Linked DNA regions of Sus scrofa: region 2 is linked to region 1. The links are chromatin contacts, called in public promoter capture Hi-C maps. All regions are on one chromosome and are shown on one strand. The core of a region is the stretch at or near the end of the contact, and the rest is flanking DNA. Distances in the headings are between cores, read along the strand shown. Region 1 overlaps NAA40 (N-alpha-acetyltransferase 40). Region 2 holds the start of C2H11orf84.

Evidence for each region. Promoter capture Hi-C pulls out the DNA fragments that hold promoters and counts their contacts.
Region 2: a promoter capture Hi-C map of fetal skeletal muscle shows a contact between it and region 1, with 4 times the contacts expected there. The contact joins the promoter of C2H11orf84 here to the enhancer-like site in region 1. A contact is called at or near these places in 1 of 5 promoter capture datasets (fetal skeletal muscle), 6 of 47 Hi-C or Micro-C datasets (adipocytes, alveolar macrophages, blood and 3 more) and 2 of 2 datasets of contacts at active chromatin or transcription factors (alveolar macrophages and skeletal muscle).

The regions. Positions count from the first base shown.
Region 1 is chr2:8,113,032-8,116,848 of Sscrofa11.1, reverse strand. It overlaps NAA40 (N-alpha-acetyltransferase 40), which reads left to right. Exons shown (of 8, transcript XM_021082889.1): 8 at 1-1,561. Among named protein-coding and RNA genes, the nearest start is that of NAA40, 15 kb to the left of the region's middle. Within about 2 kb of position 2,113, at least 15 of the 83 cell types and tissues checked have an H3K27ac peak or open chromatin away from gene starts, as enhancers often do. A contact at or near this core is called in fetal skeletal muscle and skeletal muscle, where this site is marked.
Region 2 is chr2:8,237,324-8,241,178 of Sscrofa11.1, reverse strand. C2H11orf84 reads left to right here and starts at 1,671. Exons shown (of 6, transcript XM_003353799.4): 1 at 1,671-2,061. The coding sequence starts at 1,935.

The DNA.
Region 1 (3,817 bases), core at 864-3,363:
CTTACTCTCAAGGGGGGAATTACATCAGGGAGCCCCTTCTCTTCCCCCAGAGGGACCCCTTGTTCTTGGCTTACTTAATGCCGTTTCTGCTCATGTCTTGGTGCTGTTAGCTCTCTGAAGGTGGCGTACCCCTCCCTGCTGCCACTCCCTATTCAGAGAGCCCCCAGCCAGCAGCAGGCCCCTCTGCCTGCCCTCCCTAGCCTCGCGCCTCACTGCCTCTGAGGCACTGGTGCCACTGCCCTGGCTGGCAGCGCAGGCTGCAGCAGGTATGCCTCTCGGTGGCGGGACAGCTGCTTTTCTCTCTGGGATCACCTGTGGCAGCAGGCGGGGAGCCGGGAGGCGGCTAAAGAGGGTGCAGGGTCAGAGCATGGACTCACCCTGGTCGTCAGACCTTGTTCCCCTTCCAGGGAAGAAATGACCAAATTCTTATCCAGGAAAACACCTAACGCCTCCCCTGGGATGGCCTTGAGCTCTGCTTTAGGGAGCGTCCCAGGCTCTGCCTTGGTGAGGTTGCTCCCCAGGTCTGTCGGTCCTTCTGACCTCACGCCCCACCTCTGCCCTGACTCAGGCCGCCTCTGCCGGTGGGTCTCCCCAGAGCTGTTCCTGCTTCTCCCCCAGGTCCCTGCCTGTGCAGGACCTGTGCACGCGGCCTCCTTCCCCCAGCCCTGCCCTCTGCTGAGCTCCCCAATTGCTCCTGACCCACTGGCAGGATGTGGCGCTCCCCCTCGGAGAGGGCCTCGCAGCTTTACACTGGAATAAGCCCACCTTTGCCCTGCCCTGTGGGCTCTGGGGGATTCTACCCCAGGGGAGTTCTCCCTGCTGGGAGGGCATTGCAGGGCTCCTTCCAAGAATCATGGCACGACAGAAGCATATTCAAAGTTTTTCCTCTGATCCCTGCTGTCTCTCAAAGGACGCAGAATGATGAGTATTTATTGTCTTAGATCCTGGATTTCTAATACCTCCCACTCAAGGGGACCAAAAGGGCCCCCAGTGTCAATCCCACATAAGGTGAGTTCAGTGTACGTGTCTCTTTCCCCTTGTTGGCCACTTGGCACCGAGCCCGTGGTTAGGTGGGCACGTGGTGCTGGGCCCTGCTCGTCTGGCCACCTCGGCCGCTTCCCAAGAGCCGCTGGGGGGTCCGGCCAGGTGAGGAGGCGCTCCTGAGACCCTCGGTTCATCCCGTTGTTGGTGTTGCGCCCCCGTGCGGTTCTCAGCCAGCAGCCTCTCCTTTTCCTCAGAATCTTGGTTTTGAGAAACAGCAGGCCTTTTGTACCAGGCTTTTTGGTTTACTGGGGGCATGTTCAAATGTTAATTTTGAGATTTGTTTTTCAGTTGTGTCCACCCTATTTCGGGATCTTTTCATTGATGTCAGATGTTTATATCACATGCGTATGTTGTTTTTAACCCTTCCTGGTTTGTTTTAGAGGAAAGTTTGAAGATAAACCTCTTGATATATTTTTTCTTTAGTAACTTGTTATCACTGGAATCGAAGGAAAAAGTGATCTCTTTTTGCGTTGGTGGTATTTGTATGTCACAAATAAAAGACACTTTGTTCAGCTGCGGAACGGCTTCCTGATGCTGGGCTGCCCCGGGCCGCGTGGCCTCAGGCTGCCCAGTGCTTCACGTTGCTGGGACCGCCTCACACCCCTTCCTGTGGAGGAAGCTGCGGGCTGCAAGACCTTCAGGGTGTCTGGGGCCAGCAGCCAGGCGGGGGAACCGAGGCCGCATGCGTGTGGGTGCCACTTCCTAAAAGCCCTGGTTAGAGGTCAGAGGTGGTCTCTTGAGAGGGGCGCCTGCTCTGCCCACTGGTGAGAGTCCCAAGCCAGGTGTTGTGACAGTAGGCATCCGTGGCTCAATTCCAGAGTGCCGCGTGGGAGTTGAACAGGCCAGGGTGTCTGCGTTGCTTCCCCCCCTTTTACGGTATTGGCTTCTTAGGGTACTTTTTGTCTCTTAAAAAGGCTCCAGCTCCCTCTTGCCTCCACTCACAAAAGGCAAAGGCTCAGAGGAAGAGTAATTCACGCCAGGCCTGACAGGGCAGGAAAGTTAGGAGCTGGGGAGGCCCTGGCTCCCAGTGTGACCGAGGGAGCTACGCGGCTTCTCTCCCAGGCGGGACTCCTGCCCGCGCCTGGCCCAGGGTGAGCGGGGCGGAGAGGCAGGAAGTGGACCGGGAGCCAGGGCTCAGAGCACTTCCTGTGGACCTGAGGGGCCGGCCTCCTCGCGCTCCTGCCTAGTGGTCACATCTGGAAGGTGGGGAGGGCGGCCACGATGGAGCCCCAGGCCACGCAGAGTGTTTGCGCCCTGGCGGGCAGTGATGTGGGGGAAGGAGAGGGGTTAACAGCTGTCCCATGGGTTGTGGCCTCAGTCCCGCGGGAGGGGCACAGCCAGGGGTGATTTGTGCAGCTGTCCTGCCTGGGAGGCGCAAAGAGAGGCATCCGTCCTTGGGAAAGGGGAGAGCATTTCTCATGCTGGCGGGTCAGGCCGCAGACGTTCCCCTGTGACGGGCTGTGCCTCCTGAGTGCCATATTCCTCGAGGGCTGGTTGATCCCAGGAGGCCCTCCTTGCTTCGGCCATCCCCTTGCTACAGGGTAAGCGGCCAGAGCTGGGCGGGTGGAAGCCCTTTCTTTGCCCACTGCCACCCTCGGCCCAATCTGTGCTCTCCGCTCCCCCTTCCTAAATGGCCCGGTTCTCTCTTTGGTCCTCCTTCCAGCAGTAGCTCAGACTTCTTTACTTGAGTGACACTTGCTGGGGCGCCACCCCTTCGGGGAGCAGCTGGAGCGGCTGGGTGGGAGGTCTTCCACTTCGGTCAGAGCCTGAGCCGATCTGGAGGGGATTGTGTTTCCCCAGTGAGAAGCCTGGCCACCTGATGGTGTGTACCGCCAGGCTCTGAAAGCGGTCACTTCAAACACGACAGGTTTCTCCCTCTCCAAGTGCAACAGAGGCGGATTCTACACTGCCTGAGGTCCAGGGGCTGGGCGGCTAGGGAGATGCTGCAGAGGCGCCTTGGAGACCAGCCAGCCCGAGGCAGGCGCGTAGTTTACTTGGCTGTGGTGGGGGAGTTAGCTGGCCTTTGGGATCAGCGACTCCCACTTAGCGCTTACTGAGCACCGAGCACTGGGCGATGCTCACTTCCTCTGATCACCTCCTTTAATCCAGGCAGCAACGCTAGTCCTCTGTGGAGGGAGTAGTCTCCGTTTAAAGGTAAGTTGAGAGTCCTAGCGTGTGCAGTGACTTGTCCCTGGTCCTGGTGGAAGGGTCAGGATTCACACCTCGGGTTGGAGGTGTTGTCCCCATCTGACAGGTCACCTGAAGCCCAGGAGGGCCAAGTAAGACACAGCAGTGGAGTTCCTTAGTGGCCCAATGGGTTAAGGATCCACCTTTGTCACTGTAGCGGCTTGGGTTGCTGCCATGGTGCAGGTTCGATCCCTGCCCTGGAAACTTCCACATGCCCCAGGTGTAGGGAGCAGGAGAAAAAAACAGTAGTGAGCCAGGGGACTCCACTTTCTGCTTGACTCCCAAGTCCCTTCCCTCCCCGGCTGCCTCCCTGGCAGAAACTGTGAGAAGCTGTTTCTGCTTCTGAGGAAGAGCCATCTGCCAGCACAGTCCTCCAGTGGTTGGGAGGGTCCCTTCCCCCTCAACCTTTATCTTCATGGTGCTGGGGGCCTGGGCAGTGCCCTGGTAGATGGTCGTGCCCCCAGACCGGACGTCGTTGCCGTACAGGCCATTCAGATGTCAGTGTCACACTTCGCAGTGGAGTTGTGGGCTGTAGGTTCTGGCGGACTCCACGCCTGGCAAGGCAGACACCTGTTGGTCCTGAGGT
Region 2 (3,855 bases), core at 422-2,921, 120 kb before region 1:
TGGTCTGATACAGTGGCTTTTTTTTTTAATGATTTAAAAAAATTTTATTTTCTTTGTCTTTTGTCTTTTTAGGACCACACCCAAGGCATCTGGAGGTTCCCAGGCTAGGGGTTGAATTGGAGCTGTAGCTGCTGGCCTACGCCACAGCCACAGCAACTGGGGATCCCAGCTGTGTCTGCGACCTACACCACACTCACGGCAATGCTGGATCCTTAACACCACAGCTCACAGCAACGCCAAGGATGGAACCCGTGTCCTCGTGGATGCTAGTCGGGTTTCTTAACTCCTGAGCCACAACGGGAACTCTGTCAGTGGCATTTTAAGATGGATTTTCAGCGTCAGACATTTTCTCCACTGCAAATCTCATGAAGGCTTCTAGAGCAGGTGATGTACATTCTATGTCTTAGAGATCAAAGCTCTGCCAGACCAGGATTATGATGCAGCAGCGTCATGGCAACTGGACTCAGGTCTTGGGGCTCTCAAGGACATCTGCGTGACCTTTGGGGAAGGTCACAATCTCTGGACTCACATTTAAAAAGTGGAAATCAGGAGTTCCCGTTGTGGCTTGGCAGGTTAAGAACCTGACTTGTATCCATGAGGATGCAAATTCAATCCCTGGCCCCGCTCAGCTCAGTGGGTTAAGGATCCAGCCTTGCCATGAGCTGTGGTGTAGGTCAGAGACAAGGCCAGGCTCTGGTGTTGCTGTGGCTGTGGTGTAGGCTAGCAGCTGTAGCTCTGATTCCACCCCTAGCCTGGGAACTTCCATATGCCTAGGGTGCAGCCCTAAAAAGCAAAAAAATAAAAAATAAAGGTGGGGAGTTCCCGTCGTGGCGCTAGTGGTTAAGGAATCCGACTAGGAACCATGAGGTTGCGGGTTCGGTCCCTGCCCTTGCTCAGTGGGTTAACGATCCGGGTTGCCGTGAGCTGTGGTGTAGGTTGCAGACGCGGCTCGGATCCTGCATTGCTGTGGCTCTGGCTTAGGCTGGTGGCTACACTTCCGATTCGGCCCCTAGCCTGGGAACCTCCATATGCCGTGGGAGCGGCCCAAGAAAAGGCAAACAGACAAAAAAAATAAATAAATAAAGGTGGAAATCACAACCCTTGGGGTGGTTTCCGCGTGCCCACATTCTACTTGGTTCTTAGACTTTGCATTCCCTTGTCCAGAAGGCTCCACAAGGTTTTTTTTTTTGAAAGGACGAAAGAGTCTAAGAAAACTGATAAGGTACTCAAGGTCACAGCGCTAGCAAATCAGAAGGAATTCAGTCTCCATTGTTCCCACGCCAAAGCCCTTTCCGCTCCCCCACCGGTTATGTTTGCGCCCGGGGCATCTTCTGGCGGAGGAAGGCTTGTACAGGAAAAGGCAAGAACGACCCCTATCAAAATCCTGGGGCCCCTGGTAGCGCTCTCCTTGCCAGCCAATGACGTGCCCGACGGGTGTTTGAGTGGAGGGCGACCCGCCAGGAGAGGTCACCAGCTCAGGATGCTCCTGGCTTTGGGGAACTCAGGGTGCCCCCTCTGCTGGCTAGCGACCCCCGCCTCCGCACGGGAGGGCGGCCGGAAGCCCACGACCCTTCCCGCCCCCTGCGGGTCCCCGGGATTCTAACGGAGCCGCGTGCCCGGGGCGGGGCCAAGCGCGATTGGCCGCGCGGAGCCGGGGGCGGGCCCGCAGCGGGCCGGCCGGGCGGGCGCCGACAATGAGCCTCCATAAAAGGGAGCGGCGGGGGCTGGGGCCCCGGATTGAGCCCTCCCCGCCCGGGGTCCCGACGCTCTAGGTCTCGGGGAGGCCCTGACGCGCCGGTCGCAGGCCCGGCCGGCGAGCGGCGGGGAGGGGGCTGCAGTGGGCGGGAGGCGGCTGCTGGTTTGCGCGCCAAGGCCTGTGCGGCTGTCCTCCGGCGTCAGGTCACCGAGATCCACCCCCCAGCCCCGGCCGCGCCATGGCCCTGAAGGCCGAGGGCTCCGCACTCGACTGCTTCGAGGTGACGCTCAAATGCGAGGAAGGGGAGGACGACGAGGAGGCCATGGTGGTGGCCGTAATTCCGCGGCCCGAGCCGATGCTCCGAGGTGAGGATGGGAGGGGATCCCACTTCCGCGTCACGGTCTGGAGCCGGGGTTTCCCATCCCCAGTCGGGGGCCCTGGTGCCCCCTCCTCCACCTCCAGTATGGGGCCCAAGCGCCCCCAACCTGCTCGGGCCTGGGGCCCGGCCGCCCCCTCCCCCCCTCAGTCTGAGGCCCTGGCGGGTTCTTGCTCCACCCCCACCAGGGTTTGGAATCTCAGGCCTCCCCGAATTCCCCCTCCCCCGCCCCCGCCCAGGGTCTGGAGCCTTCGATCCACGCCCCGCGCGCTCCGGATCTTCCGGTGCCCGAGCGCCCCCTCGCCCGGGCCCAGCACGACGGCTTCGAGGTGACGCTGGCCGGTCCCCCAAACCGCGGATACTGCGGAGGCAGAGGCAGGCGCATGGTCCAGGCTGTGTTCTAGGCCGAGGGGCTGCAGGGCCTCCAGGCCGGAGGCTGGGCCACGCACCGTGGTGTCCGGAGCGACTCGGTGGGTGGAGGCAGGCGCCTCTTCAGCCCGCCAAGAGGAGGATTTTCAGGGCGCTCCGTTCCTAAAGCTTTTCTGCTGTCCCCTCTGCATTCCCGGGCCTTGCACTTGAATGAGCCACAGGTGTCAGATTCCAGCGCTTGAGGAGTGAAAGGGATAGATAGCAAACAGCACCCAGTTTTGCAAAAGAAGTGCTCTGAAGGGCGCCCTCAGCCACTACGAAGAGATTGGCCTTGGGAAGGGGTTTGAGGAGCAGTCTGGGAGCTCTCGCTTTTCCCTCCTCCCTCACCGCTTTCTGCAGTCCTCAGGATCTTGCAAATCATAAAGAAAAGTCAAGGGCCACTGTGGTGGAAGCCTTACTGTTCAGGAAAATGCAGATCTTTTCATTCCTAGATAGCTCATTCTTTATGGGGGACAATACCCGAAAGAGGGTGAGAGGGAGGCCTTTTCCTTTAGCTTCAGTAGAGTGTATCCGTGTCTCCCTGCACTGCCTGCCTTCTTTTTGCAGTCATGGGGGTTATAAAATGCGGGAAAGAAAAGGCCCGCTACCCTTCTGAGAGCTTTCAAAGCAAAAGAGGTTCTTTCCCTGCTTCTGAGTGCTCAGTGCCAGGCTGGCTGAGTTAATCCTCTCACCAAGAGCATTCTTCTTCCCCAGAGAAGTAAAAGTCATTCATCAGGTATTTTGGGGAGCCCCTGCTATTTCGGACACTGTTTTAGACTGGCCATGCTAATTGCTATAAGCAAAGATAGAGCTCTGCTCTCTGGAACACGCGCACGCGTGCACACACACACTAATGAACAAAAGCAAATATAGACATGTGTGTCGCATGTTGAGTGGCAATACGTGATTCAGAGAAAAGTAAGTCAAAGTAAGGAGAAAAGAGTTGGGGTGTTTTATTTGCCTGTCAAGTGGGCAGGAAAGGCTTCTGTAAAAAGATGCATTTTAAGCATAGACCCTAAGAAAGCGAGGGAAGAGAACCTGTAGATAATCGGAGGCAAAACATTTGGGCAGAGCTTATGACAAGTGCACAGGTCCTGAAGCAGAAGCTTCCTGGAAGATTTGGGGTGGGGGAGGAAAAAAAGACTAAAGGAAGGCTTTGGGCCAGGGGGTTGGAAGGATGGGCTTCCCACTTGCTGAGATGGGAGGGCTGGGGTGCAGGATTGTGGGGTAGGGCATTAAGGTTGGAACCTGTTTATTTATGACATATGTAAGCGGAAAGGTCAGATGGGAAGTTAGGGCATGTGACTCTAAATTTCCTGCAAGGGAGTTCCCCTCGTGGCTCAGTGGTTAATGAACCCGACTAGGATCCATGAGG